Regions from separate parts of the Drosophila melanogaster genome. Here region 1 is linked to region 2. The links are chromatin contacts, called in public Hi-C maps. All regions are on one chromosome and are shown on one strand. Each heading gives the region's core, a stretch centred on a gene start, on an enhancer-like site or on the middle of the called end of the contact. The rest is flanking DNA. Distances are from core to core; before and after follow the strand shown.

Region 1 (6,648 bases), core at 1,145-3,644, 2.2 Mb after region 2:
GCTTATATAACTCTACAATTAATCGTTATCAAGGCTTCTTTATAAACTTGGTAATCTTATGATTGCTCTTATTCACACATGACAACTAGGCGAATAATTACTCTAGTCTGGGTTATATTGTCTCCTAGGTGGATAAACGCAAATGAAATTCTCAACTCTTGGGTGCGGCAACGGAACAGCAACTCAAATAAAAACATAACTCAAAACGCTTTGCAATAATCAACAGCTAAAAGTGCCGAGCAAGGTCTTGGCCAAAAGTGGGCCGCCTGGCCAATACGCACCTGGTATGCTGGCATCGCGGTGCAGCGTGACCTTGCCCTTGTCTAGGACATCGTTGAAGGCCGGCCATCCGCATCCCGAGTCGTACTTGGTCTCCGAGCTGAACAGATCCTGGTGGCACACGATGCACTGGTACACGCCCTTCTCGTAGTGTTTGTTGTAGCAACCTGTGGACATTGCATTCCATCATTTGGGAATCAGAATTGAATGCACTTTGTTCGAGGGGTGGCGTTCCATCTTGATAATGGCTTATGGCTGCATGTTTTGTTAGGAGAGACTCACCTGTGAAGGGTCGCTCGGTGCCCGCCTCCTGGGTAACCTGATACTGCACCGGGGTCAGGCGCTTGCGCAGCTCCTCCTTGTTCACCGTAACCTTCTCGCTCTTGTTATCCATAGTCGCTGCTGGTCCGGAATACCTTTTGTCCGGATTGTCGCTGTCTTGGCGTGAATCTGGAATGCAATACAATACTTTGGTATTTGATTTGCGGTCGGGTCGGTTTGAGTGTGCTTTTCGGTTCGCCAGCAGTTGGGTAATGGAAACTGAGTAGGGGATTTCGTCAAGCTTCTGTAAGATTTCCCTCATAATCTGCCCACTTATCGGTGGGACTTTCAACGAAACCTTGGGCAATCTCAACTCGCTTATTTGAATGCGGCCATCTGACGATAAGAAGCTTACTACTATCAGCCATGAGTTGCTGAAAATACTTTCTCGAAACTCATAATCATCTTGTTTTCTCATACAAACGATACCATACCATTTATGAAAATGAATTATATGAAGAAAATTTTTGGCATTTTTGGAACCCAATTTGATAAGGAAATATATACATAAATATTCTTATTCCAATATTAAACAAAAGCTATATATAGCGTACAAAATATAGAAAATACTTATCATTTTCTTAAACAATTTGTTAACAATCTTGAAAACTCAAAATCAAAGTTGTGCATCCAGGGAATTAGTAACACCAATTTTGTATACAAACTTGCCTGCTAATTAATGAAGGTGTAAACAGATTTGTTAAGTGCGGCCAACAAATGGAGTGGAGAAACGCATTGGGCCAAAAATAGTTTTATGGCTTTTTATGCTGCTTGCCCGCCGTCAATCAAACGGAGTGGCGCCCAAAGCAAACGAAGGCGAAGGAAAAGCCGAAAAAAAAACCGAAAATCGAATAGCGTAGGTGGAGCAGTCACCTTTTATTTTCGGTTTTTCCGAGTGCAACAATAGAAAAGCCAGCCAAGTGTGTCGCGGGCAATTGAAGACAATGAATTCATTGCGAGCAAAGTCAGAAAATAGCGGCTAAATTGCGTTCATATAGAATGCAAATGTATAAAAAAATCAACTCAAATTGTGTCTAAAATTAGCCGATGGCCAATCGATGAGCATGGGCTGACACGCCCACAGGTATTACAAACTATACCTGCGACTTTTTAGTGCAACTCACCTGCGAAAAAGCGTGGAATGGCGAATATTCGAGTGCGCCGCAGTGCGTGGCGAGCAGAAAGTGCAAACATTATGTGGCTAATTTCAGGTGACAACTGCACTTGGCACTGCCTGGTTATTTAATCAGCACAGCAACAGGGGGAAAATGAGCAGAGCAAGGAGGAAAAGTCAATGTTTTGTCCACTGCGCACTGCCCACGCGTACTAACTAATATTTATGCAATTCGCGTTGCCACTTCCGTCTACCACATTTCCCACATTTTCCGTTCTATTTTCGTGCGCTTTTCTGCTTTTGAACGCTTGGCGAGGAGAAAGCGCAGTGCAGAGAAAGTCGCAACTCAATTAGGGAAAATGCGCTCGCAATTGTGCTTCAATGTCACCAGCGGAGAACCGAAAAGAAAAAACACTTAATTTTCCCACACTTAAATGGTGCGTCCTTGGGTTTTCTCTAAGCTGGAAAACTACTCACCTGCTGAATAGCGCTCTAAATGGTGCTGATTCTATTTTTGGCCTTTTGTTTATGAATGCGCCAAACGCGGGCGAAAACAAGCGTGCGTCGCAATGTTACGCAGCGGTGGAAAATTAAAAACTAATACAAAAAAAGCTGCTTGGGAAAACAGCTGCACGCGATGAAAATCAAACACCTGGCTGGCTCGCGTTGCCAATCGAATGCTGGATGATAGGCAACAAAGGCAGTACGGTCACGCGAACAGCTGACTGGCCGCGCTGCCAACTGCTGCCTAATTGGACAGCACGTCTGGCAACGCCGGGCACTTTGTTATTTTTAGTGGCTCCATAAATTTGCTTATCAGTCATAAAATTTAAGCTAGTGCGTTAATTCATCATATTCGCTGCGGGGAAACACCAGAGTTAGACAGTCCACCACTGACGCACTGCGAAACTATAGCAAAACAGCCGTGCAGGCCGCTGAAGAGACCACACGCAAAGAGGGCGTCAACAAAAAGAAAAAACCGTGGGGGAGGAAACCTGGGCAAAAATACCAGGAAAAGTAATACTCATCGAAATACTCGGCTGAAAACACGACTTGCACATTCGCGTGGCCATGAGCAATCACAGATACCATCAGGGGGGCAACTACATGCACCCGCGGATCTCCACCTATCCGCACCACTTCAGCTACGTTTCCTCTTGCGTCAAGTACATGATCTTCCTGCTAAACTTCCTCTTCTGGCTCTTCGGCGGCCTGCTCCTGGCCATCGGCGTGTACGCCTTCATGGACAAACTGATGGACGGCAATGGCTGGCTGCGCTTGGACACCATCTACGATGTGATCTTCAACATCTCCCTGGTGATGATCATCGCCGGAGTCATCGTCTTCACGGTCAGCTTCGCCGGCTGTTTGGGTGCGCTGCGCGAGAACACCTGGCTGCTAAAGCTGTACTCCATGTGCCTGCTTCTCTTCTTCATACTGGAGATGTCGCTGGCCATCATCTGCTTCGTTTTCCCGCAGTACATGAACTCGTTCCTCGAGTACCAGTTCACGGACAAAATCATCCACTCGTACCGTGACGACTCCGACTTGCAAAACTTCATCGACTTTGCCCAGCAGGAGTTTAACTGCTGCGGCCTGAGCAACGCCGGCTACCAGGATTGGAGTGAGTATTTGATTCATAAGCCACAAACGAATTAATTCCATGTCCGTATGCATACAGGCAAGAACGAGTACTTCAACTGCTCATCGCCGTCGGTGGAGAGATGTGGAGTGCCCTACAGCTGCTGTATTAATGCCACCGATATCAGCTCCGGCCTAGTGAACATCATGTGTGGCTATGGCGTGCAGGTGCGTTCAGTGGCCGCCGCCAGCAAGCGCATCTGGACCAGCGGCTGCATCGAGATCGTGCGAGTATGGGTCGAGAGGAATCTGTATGTGATTGCCGGCGTTGCCCTGGGCATAGCCTTGCTGCAGTTGTTCGTCATCTATTTGGCCAAGACCCTGGAGGGACAGATCGACCTGCAGAAGTCGCGCTGGTCGTGAGTGCAATGCCACCATCCGTATCTCTACGGATATCCGCCATGCGAAGACGACCCGTATTACAATTCGCGGATGTGAGGCGGACTTTTTTGGTCCTGCCCGTGCTCAAATAATTTCAAACCGAATCCCACTCCTAGAATAATCCATAGCTCCCTATATACCATCTCTTGTGTTTTCGATAGATTTAAGTTCTAATGTCCCGCGATAATAGTATTTCAATAGTATTCTCATACTCTCCTAGGCTTAGGAAAAAGTATTTATACTCCTTTGTGTTCGTTTGCTCTGTATGTTTTTTAAACGTCAGCGCATTCTTAGTCACAAGTAAAGTCGAACACATCTAAAGTTTTACTCTTATACGTATGCAATATCAGACTATTTAAAAGACACTTGTGTATAAGCTAGCGAGTTCCATAAGAAATATGCATTTAAAATGAGATTTATATGTAACGACGAAACCAAAACTGCATGCATGTTTGTTAAATTGAAAAACATACTAGATACATAGACTTATTATCATTTTTAAGTATCTGTACGCGTGTTTGTCTGCAAACGTTGTTGTAGTGCGTATTTAAATACAGGCATTCTATACGTGTAATCGTGACTTTTTCATATGGTGAAAACAGCACAAAGTACCTGTCTTATCGCTCCACTTGGTTATTCCAATCTTGTTCTTACGATTGACCTTTAATCTACAACTTTCGGGGCCTTAGGGGATGTCCGGCAGTGAGTTTAGTTTGGGTCATCAGATAACTCTATCAATCTATAACAATGTTGCGAAATTCTTGAAATATACATACGTATTAAGTAACCGCAATCTCGAACAATTCCAAGTTGTTGAACTTCGAGATTTAGTGGGGCAGTGCAGATAAGCAAATCCAAGCAATTATGAGGAGTAAGCGCGAGAGGGACAGTAATCCGACCCCCAATGAAGATACTCTTATGTACATATACACTGGGAGTTTATTATTTTAAGCAATCGCATGCGATTGCCAACTTGTATAAAAAGTGAAAAGCAAAGAATTGTTATCTCATGCTTAGTACTTAATAATGGATCGGATACTCTCGCCCTTGTGCATCAGATCGAATGCCTCGTTGATCTGCGACAGCGGCAGCTCGTGGGTGATGAACTCGTCCACCAGCAGATCCTTCTTCAGGTAGTCCTCCACCAATTTGGGAACATCGGAAACGGAGCGCCAGCCTCCGAAGGCGGAACCCTTCCACACGCGACCCACGACCAGCTGGAAGGGTCGCGTGGAAATCTCCTGTCCAGCACCGGCCACTCCGATCACCACCGAAGTGCCCCAACCCTTGTGTGTGGCCTCCAAAGCGGAGCGCATGGTGTTCACATTGCCAATGCATTCGAAGGTGTAATCGAATCCACCATCGGTCAGATCGATCAGGTAGTTCTGGATCGAACCCTTGTCGGCCACATCCTTGGGGTTGACAAAGTCGGTGAATCCGAACTTCTTGGCCAGCTCAAACTTGTCGGGATTGATGTCAATGCCGTAGATCTTGCCGGCACCAGCCTTCTTGCAGCCCAAACCCACGGCCAAGCCCACAGCTCCCAAGCCCCAAACAGCGCAGGTGCTACCGGCTTCCACCTTGGCAGTGTTGAGGGCGGCTCCGTAGCCTGTGGAAATGCCGCACCCCAGCAGGCAGACTTTCTCCAGCGGCGCCTTTTCGTTGATCTTTGTCAGCGAAATGTCGGCCACCACGGTGTACTCTGCGAAGGTGGAGGTGCCCATGAAGTGGAACAACTGCTGTCCCTTGCAGCTGAGACGGGAGGTGCCCTCGGGCATGACTCCAGCGCCCTGGGTAAGTCGGATCTTTTGGCAGAGATTCGTCTTGCCGCTCTTGCAGAACTTGCACTCGTTGCACTGGGGGATGTAGAGAGCGATGACATGGTCGCCAGCCTTGAAGTTGGTCACGCCCTCGCCGACGCTCTCCACGATGCCGGCGCCCTCATGTCCCAACACCACTGGGAACAGGCCCTCCGGATCGGCACCGCTCAGGGTGAAGGCATCCGTGTGGCAGACGCCCGTGGCCGTGATCTTGATGCGCACCTTTTGAAGTCATGCCATCATGGTAATTAGTTAAATCTGTCACATTTGACACATTCCGAACTGAACTAACCTCATGAGCCTTGGGCGGCGCCACCTCGATATCCTCGATGACCAGCGGTTTCTTTGCCTCCCAAGCGACGGCGGCCTTGCATGTGATAACCTGTGATTGATTGTTGATTGACAGCCTGGGTGTGTTTCTGCTAATTAAAATTCCAGTTGCTGCACTCACCTTGCCCTCGGTAGCAGACATCTTTGCAGTATGGTTTATTGGAAAGTTTAGCGACAAGGTCCAATTGGCGAATGGAGAACGACTGGAAAATGAATGATGATAAGGAAGAAGAGCAGGCGGGAAAAGGCCGGTTAGCGCAGTGTGACCAGACAGCGATCGATAAAAAACCCTAAAAGCTCACCGGGACTCAGGAACTATTTATTTGGTTTATGCGGCTACTTACGTGTATTTGTTTTTTTTCTTGTCTTTTGAAACTACATTTGAAATAAATAATTAAATATATGTTTTACAAATCGGATAAAATTAAAACTGTTTTCAAAATTTGTTAACTTTCTATTAAAAATGCTGTTGTGCATTTCACAAACTAAATATCTAAATAACTTAACATGGATCCCCAATGCAGGATCAGCTTGTACTTTTTGGTCACACTGACTTGTGCATATACAATCGCAGCCAACTTTGCTTTGCCTAAGTCAGCTGTTCCCGTTGAAAGTAGACTGTTATTCCTTTAACCGTTACAACAGCTAAAAACAAAAGCTACTCGCAAAACAAACTAAAAATATTGTTAAGTGGCAAATTGTGTATTTATAAACACTACATAACTTAAACTTTAAAATTTTGCTATTGAAATAACAGAATTT
Region 2 (7,000 bases), core at 1,873-4,372:
TGGTATTGGCCTTAGCTTGAGATTAGTTAGTGGAACAATAAATATGGCTATAAAGTATCGTATATATGTATATAATAATAATTTTCATATCGTTCAGCCCTTGAGCAGGCAGCGGGAGTAGAACTCCCGGTCGATAGCGTCGTTTGGAATGTATGAGCTCCACTTGAAGATCAGCGCCAGCGTGTCCCCGGCGGACATGTGATCCAGAGCGATGTTGAGGAAACAGTTCCAGTTGTAGAAGAAGTGGCGTCCCAACTGTTCCTGTTCCACGCCAGATATGCACTCGCAGTTGGCGCACACCAGTCGTCCGCCGCGTTGCAGTTCCACGAACTGTTCGAAGCAGCGGCCCCATGCGCTCACGCTCAGTTGTTTGCCCACGTCAGCCAGAAGTTCGGGGAGTCCGTAGTTGAGGACGATGGCCACCACTTTGGTGAGATTCTGTTCGGCTAGGTAAAATTTAGCTAAGACGTCTAATAGTGCCGGCACTGATTGAACAACATCAAAGCACTTCAGTTGCTCGCCACGGGACCAGAAGTATCGCAGGAGCACTGCTCCAAGCTCATGATACTGGCAGGAGGTATCGAAGCGAAGGGGGAACGAGCAATGCTCACACTTGACAATCTCCGCATTTTGCGAAGTATTTAGCAGCACAAATCCGGCAGCTATGTGATCCCGCGTAGCGTCGTCCACTTCCCAGATCATCTCCGGATCCAGGTAATCGAAATACATCTCGTAGCAATTGCGTTGCGCTTGGTCAGGCGTATCCCCATGCTCTACCATCACCTGGGCTAGTTTCTCGAGCAGATTCACCAGCTCGCCAGCTGCATACTCGTCGAAGACAGCGCGATAACGATCGACGCACTGCGTCCGGCTAAACTTGGCGCTCTTGGCGATCAGGTAGAGGTTGTAAAGAGTCTTCTCCTCGGGACTGATGTGGGGAACCTGGGGAGCCGGTTTCTTACAGCGCCTAACAATTTCCTCCTCCTGATCCTCGCTTCCCGACTCGTAGCGTGCTTTGATGTCCTTGAACGGCAGAGAACGCTCGCTGGCTGGAATTAGTTCCCTGACCAACTGCTGCTGTTCCTCGGCAAAAATATTGAACTTGTATTTTATGATGTTCTTGCCGAATTTACCAGTTACCGTCAGCAGCGCATCCTTGAAGTGTCCCGTTTTGAGAGGCTGCTTCAAGTTGTCGCAGAATGCGTTTTCCAGCACGTACACTCCCTTCGGCGGAGCTCTCGATGAACTTCCGCCGCTCAAACTGCGTTCAGTGGTGGCTGAACTGCCTCCCGAGCTGTGCGTATCCAAAGCACTGCCTGTGCACTGAGTTATGGCATCAAATATCACGGATATATCGTTCAACAGCTCGTACTCCTGCCGCTCGATGAGTAGTTGTTTCAGCGGATTGAGCTGTTTAAGTTCGTAATCCTCGCGAGCCTTGTCCGCAAAATATCGGACATGCTGGCGTAGTAGATTTGCGCAAGGCAGCAATTTGGATTGTTGTATAAGAGAAACTGCGTGGGATTGCAGCGTCTGCAGCTGGACACTATAAAGTGCGCCAGACTGCGTAAACACAAAGATCTCCGATCCCGAGGAGCGGCAGTCGGCGATTCTCTCGAACTGATTGGACCACAGCACCACCGCCGATCGTCGAATATCAAATATATATAGTCCCAGCTCTGTAAAGGCCAGCAGAAAGTCATCGTTCAACCTTTGTACCTTTGCGAACTGCAGATTCTGCGGCTGATAGTCCAGCAGCTCGGCATTGGCGTCCAGTTCGTCTGTTCCGCTACCAGGTCGCTGAATCCTTGCCGGTGCGGTGGCTAGGGCCGTCTTGAACTGGTGCGTCTGTATCACCTCGCCCTCAAAGTCCACCTCCCACACGCGACTGCCTGGTCGGGCGCAGTAGATACGAGATGGCTGCAAAGACTCCTGCGGCGAGACGAAAAAGCAGGCGCCAAAGGCTCCATCCCGCGGACGGTTACCAATCTGAAAAATATGACATGAGGTAAAAGTTTATCGATTGTATGTGATCAGATTGGCTTAGCCACCAGCGCACAAACGCACTTGTTTGTAATCCTCGTACTCAGTGTTGCACAGAATGCACTTGGTGCAATTGGACACCAGCAGCAGGTACTCAAAATCATCAATTTGGACGATCGGAGAGTCCAGGTAGAGCAGCGGATGCACTGTCATGTTGAACAGCAGACTGTGTCCGATGAACGAGGAGAGCAGCACGAGGCTGACTTGTCCGCGAGAGTCGCCATAGTAGAACTGCTTCTCGTCCTGCGTCCAGTGGATGCATGTAACCTGCACCGACTGGTCCAGGTGCGTAAAGATCACCTGCGGCGTGGCCTGCGCGGACAAATTCACGGCATAAACACAGATGAGCGAACGTTGCGTTGCAAAAGCCACATATTTGCTATTTGCCGATATGCTGAGGCTGGTGATCGCTCCATGCTTGTTTGGTATCAAGAGCAGAAACTTGCCGTTCCGATTGAACAGATACAGCGATCCGGATGAGGCACCGAAAATGATATAGCTGTCGGAGATGTCGAAGCAGGTGTACTGAAGGGAGGAAGGGCGTGCATTAGTGAATGGTCTGCTATCAAATTGCGGGTGAGACTCAATTGGATTGACTTGCTCTCACCTTGATGCGATTGTGGTGTTTCAGCGGCAGCGACAGCGACAGCGAAAAATCAATAAAGTTCGTCAGGCAGTAGGCGTCGGCCATCTTGTGGGCTTTTTCGTTGTCCGAAGCGTTCGTTAATCACATAGCTCGCTTTGAAATCGCGATTACGTTATTGCATTGCACATCGCATGCATTTATTTACAAAAATTATGTTTTTATCAGCGCGACGAGTAATTCGTGTACATAGGTCGTTGGAACTGTCTGGCAGCTCTGTTAGTGCTGGCAGGTGGTCGATAACAAGTGGAGTGTGATTAGAGCGATTACTTTTTATTTCAAATACTTTGTAATAAACTTGTTAGTGTCTTAATTAAAACAATTCAAATCTTCAATTTGAAATGTATATTAAAATCAAAAGTTTCATGAAATCACAGACGTTAAAGTATCGATACATTTAGTGCTGTAAAATGACAGCTGGCTTGTTTACCCTTATAAGCTTCAAGTCTGGCAATACTGCGACCAGCAGCTGTCGTAAAACTTATCCTTCAAACTTTCAATTAAAATACGTTTTTCTGAAAAAATCGCTTATCAAACTCCCATACATAAAAATAAAACTATTATTACACAATGTTTACTAAAAAAAATTGGATATTTACCACCCAGCCGAACAGCTGTTCGCTGCTACCTCCCCCAACCCATAAACCTACTGTCAAGTAAACGTCAAAACAGTCGCGCGACTCGCCAAGCGAAAAAACCTGCAGAAAAATTGAAATGCGGCGTGAAAGATACTAGAAAAATAACAAATAAACACCGGGTATCCGCAATTAAAACGCTTATGTACATAGAAGCCAAAGTGTAGCAATGGGCGACAAGGAGGAGCCCGTAACACCCGCTCCCTCGCCCACGGAGGAGGGTATGGCCAATATTGGGTCTGCTGGAGCCGGGGATCAGCCGCAAACTTCAGGGAATAATACCAACGTTAAGATCGTGATCATTGGAGCTGGAATGGCTGGCCTATCGGCTGCAAATCACCTTTTGCAAAACGGCTGTGACGATTTCCTTATTCTGGAGGCACGGGGCCGGGTGGGCGGACGCATTGTGTCCATACCGCTCAGCAATAATCAGAAGGTACCATTTGTTATATAACCCCCTCAAGTCCAAAAACCAAAACAAACCATCATAGGCGACCATATGGTATTAAAGGAAAAACACTTCCGACTCGGAAAAACCACGAGCATGTTGTAACACATTCTTCGCCCCAGCCAGTTGATTATAGATTTTTCCACGGACTGCGCAGTCGGTCAGCTGTTCACGCTTTTCATTAAAGCTATTTTTATACATGTTCCTGTTCCCTCTATTTGCCTATTGTTAGCTTTATTTGTTACATATGCTTACATGGGGGTAATTAATGTAATTGCATCTGTCGTGAATCTTACTCACGATTTTCATTCCGTTCATTAGCATAGTTTTGATCGGTTTGGCGGCACCTTATCAAGAAATTTGTTATACAACTTTCTTCGGCAACGTTTGTCAGATTAGATAGGGGTTTTCTGAATTAAGCCAATGATGACGTATCTAGTGCAATGCCCTGAAAAACTCACGGGTTTGCGGGCTAACGATCACGTAGTCTTAGTTATGGGACTGAAAAATTTATTATTTTTCCAGTTTTCCACATTGTTTCACTTCACATGTACTAATTACGCCCCTAAATTATCTAATATAGGTCAGTTCTTATCTTTTTTATACTAGAAAGTTAAATGTTAAGCTTTGCCTACTTATCTGAGATGTTCCTATTTAAACACTTCTATTTCACAGATAGAACTTGGCGCCAACTGGATACACGGCGTTCTGGGCAATCCCATCTTTGAGCTGGCCGTACAACATGGTCTAGTCAGCGTGGTCAACGTACCGAAACCGCACAAGGTGGTGGCCACCACGGAGGACGGGCACCAGGTGCCTTTTAACATACTTCAGGAGATCTACGAGGCGTACGTCTGCTTTCTGAGGCGGTGCGATGAGTATTTCCTGTGTCAGTACAGCCCGCCGCCGGATATACACAGCGTGGGAGAGCACATTAACTATGAGATCGAAATCTATCTGAGCGGGGTCCAGGATCCCAAGGAAAAACGCCTCAAGCAATCCATATTTAACTGCCTGCTCAAGCGAGAGACCTGCATTACCGGCTGCAACAACATGGACGAGGTGGATCTCCTCGAACTTGGTAAGGCTAAGCTAAAAATAAAGTATATACAATATGAATATATATTTTATTTTAGGCAGCTACACTGAGCTACAAGGAGGCAATATAGTGTTGCCAACTGGTTATAGCTCTATTCTGCGACCGCTGGGTGCTCAGATAGCCAAGCAGTCCATACTGACCAAATGCCCGGTGAAGAAAATCCACTGGAAGCGGAAAAAGACCTTCACTGGGCTGGAGACAGTCGACGAGAACTCGGAGGACGAGCATTCAGACGACTCTGAACGAACGGTGACGGAAGTGCCGACGGGGGAAATTCGTGGCGCCTCCGTGGAGTCCAACACCAGCAGCAATTGTGATTATCCTGCAGGCAACGTGCGCATAGATTGCGAGGACGGTCGAGTGTTCCATGCAGCCCATGTGATATGCACCATACCGCTAGGCGTACTGAAAAACACCCATCGCACTCTCTTCGATCCTGTGCTGCCGCAGTACAAACAGGAGTCCATCGAGAATCTCATGTTCGGCACCGTGGACAAGATCTTCTTGGAGTACGAGCGACCATTCCTCAGTGCCGATATATCAGAGATTATGCTATTGTGGGACGACGATAAGCGGGATATGAACAGCTCCGAGGAGGAGCTGGCCAGCGAAGCGTATCTCAGCAAGAATTGGTTCAAGAAGATATATTCGTTTGCCAAGGTGACGGACACGCTGCTCTTGGGCTGGGTCTCGGGCCGGGAGGCGGAGTACATGGAGAAGCTCGACCATGAGGCAGTGGCTGAAAAGTGTACGGAAATACTTAGGAACTTTCTGCAGGATCCTTACGTGCCCAAGCCAAAGCGATGTGTTTGGTAAGGCAAAGAAACATTATTTGGTTAAGAATGTTGTATATTAAAGAAAAATCTATTTGTAGTACCAGTTGGAAGTCGCAGGACTTCACCGGTGGCGCATACACCTCAATACCGGTGGGCGCAACTCAGGAGGACATCGAGAACCTCGCCCAGCCCCTCTATGCCACGCCCCAAGCCATGAAGGTCAGTTCTACAAGCTTGCTTCCCCGGCAATTGTTCACATTTTAATATATTTCCCCAGCCCGCCATAGTCTTTGCCGGAGAGCACACCCATTCCAGTTTCTACTCTACCGTACACGGCGCCTATTTGAGCGGACGGACGGCAGCGCAGCATTTGCTGGCGAGCGATGAGCCAGACGAAATCATCATGGAGTCGGACGGCAGTGATCTGAGCGCCTGGATACAGGGCATTGCCCTGGACTGAGTCTAAGCTAATCAACGACCACTCATCGATTTTGTATTATAATTTATTAACGTTATTTTGTACACTCTTTAAACGCTTTTTAGCTAGTGATATTTAATTTGTTCGATTGTAATTTATTTTGCTAGCGTCGTAAAACGATTTAACTCATTTTTGTACATCCCTTGTGAGCATTTGTTTTATTTTGTTGATGCAATTATTTTGTAATTTATTTGGAACCCGCTTGTACATTACTATAAATAAAAGTTACGAATTAGCTGAGCTGATCAATGTGCTGCCAACTCGAACAGACCGTGCACCCGCAGCAGCTTTCACTGTACTTGGACGAAAAAGTGTGCACAAAGACATAATGTTGTTTAGACCTAATTACCGATTAGCAACCATAAGTGTATGAATACAAATATATTGCCTATTTTTATAAATTCGTATTTAACGTAGAAAAGGTTGCACCAAAAGGTTGACACTAAGACGATCGAACAATGAGTGCAACTAATGTATATTTGAAAGTAACTATTGTTAACGTTAACTATTTTGCTAACTAAATTATGCATTGGTTGACTCTTTAAGGCGGAAAAGGAAAAGTTGGTATTCATAAGTCCGTTCTAACACTTGGATCTGCATATTTATTTGTATTTGTGACAAAAATATCGACTTGTACGCATAAATAAATAAATTAAATAAATAAATTATTGAATGAAAATGTATAATTTTAAATAGTAAAACACAAGTCGAAGAAAGTTTTGATTTTTTAACGATGGGGAGAGATCTGTATTATAAAAATCAAGTTGTGCTTTTGGTTTTAGGCCAACAAAAGTCTATAATTCAAAACATATGTAGATATCCTAAATTATTTGAAAGTCTTTCGCATTGCACTCGTAAATTTTTTGTGGATACATTTA

The links. A called contact is a pair of places that touch in the nucleus more often than the background predicts.
Region 1: a contact with region 2 is called in a Hi-C map of the Kc167 cell line, with 2.9 times the contacts expected there. The contact joins the promoter of SelR here to the promoter of CG8032 in region 2. A contact is called at or near these places in 11 of 107 Hi-C or Micro-C datasets (the Kc167 cell line, brain, embryo and 2 more).

What each region holds. Positions count from the first base shown.
Region 1 is chr3R:10,866,248-10,872,895 of dm6, forward strand. It overlaps SelR (Selenoprotein R), which reads right to left and starts at 2,395. Exons shown (of 4, transcript NM_206473.4): 1 at 2,192-2,395; 2 at 562-713; 3 at 282-446. The coding sequence starts at 673. It overlaps Tsp86D (Tetraspanin 86D), which reads left to right and starts at 2,461. Exons shown (of 2, transcript NM_079585.5): 1 at 2,461-3,338; 2 at 3,396-4,308. The coding sequence starts at 2,786. The coding sequence ends at 3,718. It overlaps Fdh (Formaldehyde dehydrogenase), which reads right to left and starts at 6,134. Exons shown (of 3, transcript NM_079586.4): 1 at 6,008-6,134; 2 at 5,849-5,938; 3 at 4,659-5,778. The coding sequence starts at 6,028. The coding sequence ends at 4,750.
Region 2 is chr3R:8,660,993-8,667,992 of dm6, forward strand. It overlaps CG8032, which reads left to right and starts at 3,123. Exons shown (of 5, transcript NM_001275451.2): 1 at 3,123-3,757; 2 at 4,445-4,850; 3 at 4,906-5,680; 4 at 5,743-5,863; 5 at 5,922-6,780. The coding sequence starts at 3,491. The coding sequence ends at 6,104. It overlaps p (pink), which reads right to left. Exons shown (of 4, transcript NM_001316526.1): 2 at 2,651-2,911; 3 at 2,068-2,568; 4 at 1-1,989. The coding sequence starts at 2,734. The coding sequence ends at 94. CG8036 reads left to right here and starts at 6,876. Exons shown (of 4, transcript NM_141555.2): 1 at 6,876-7,000.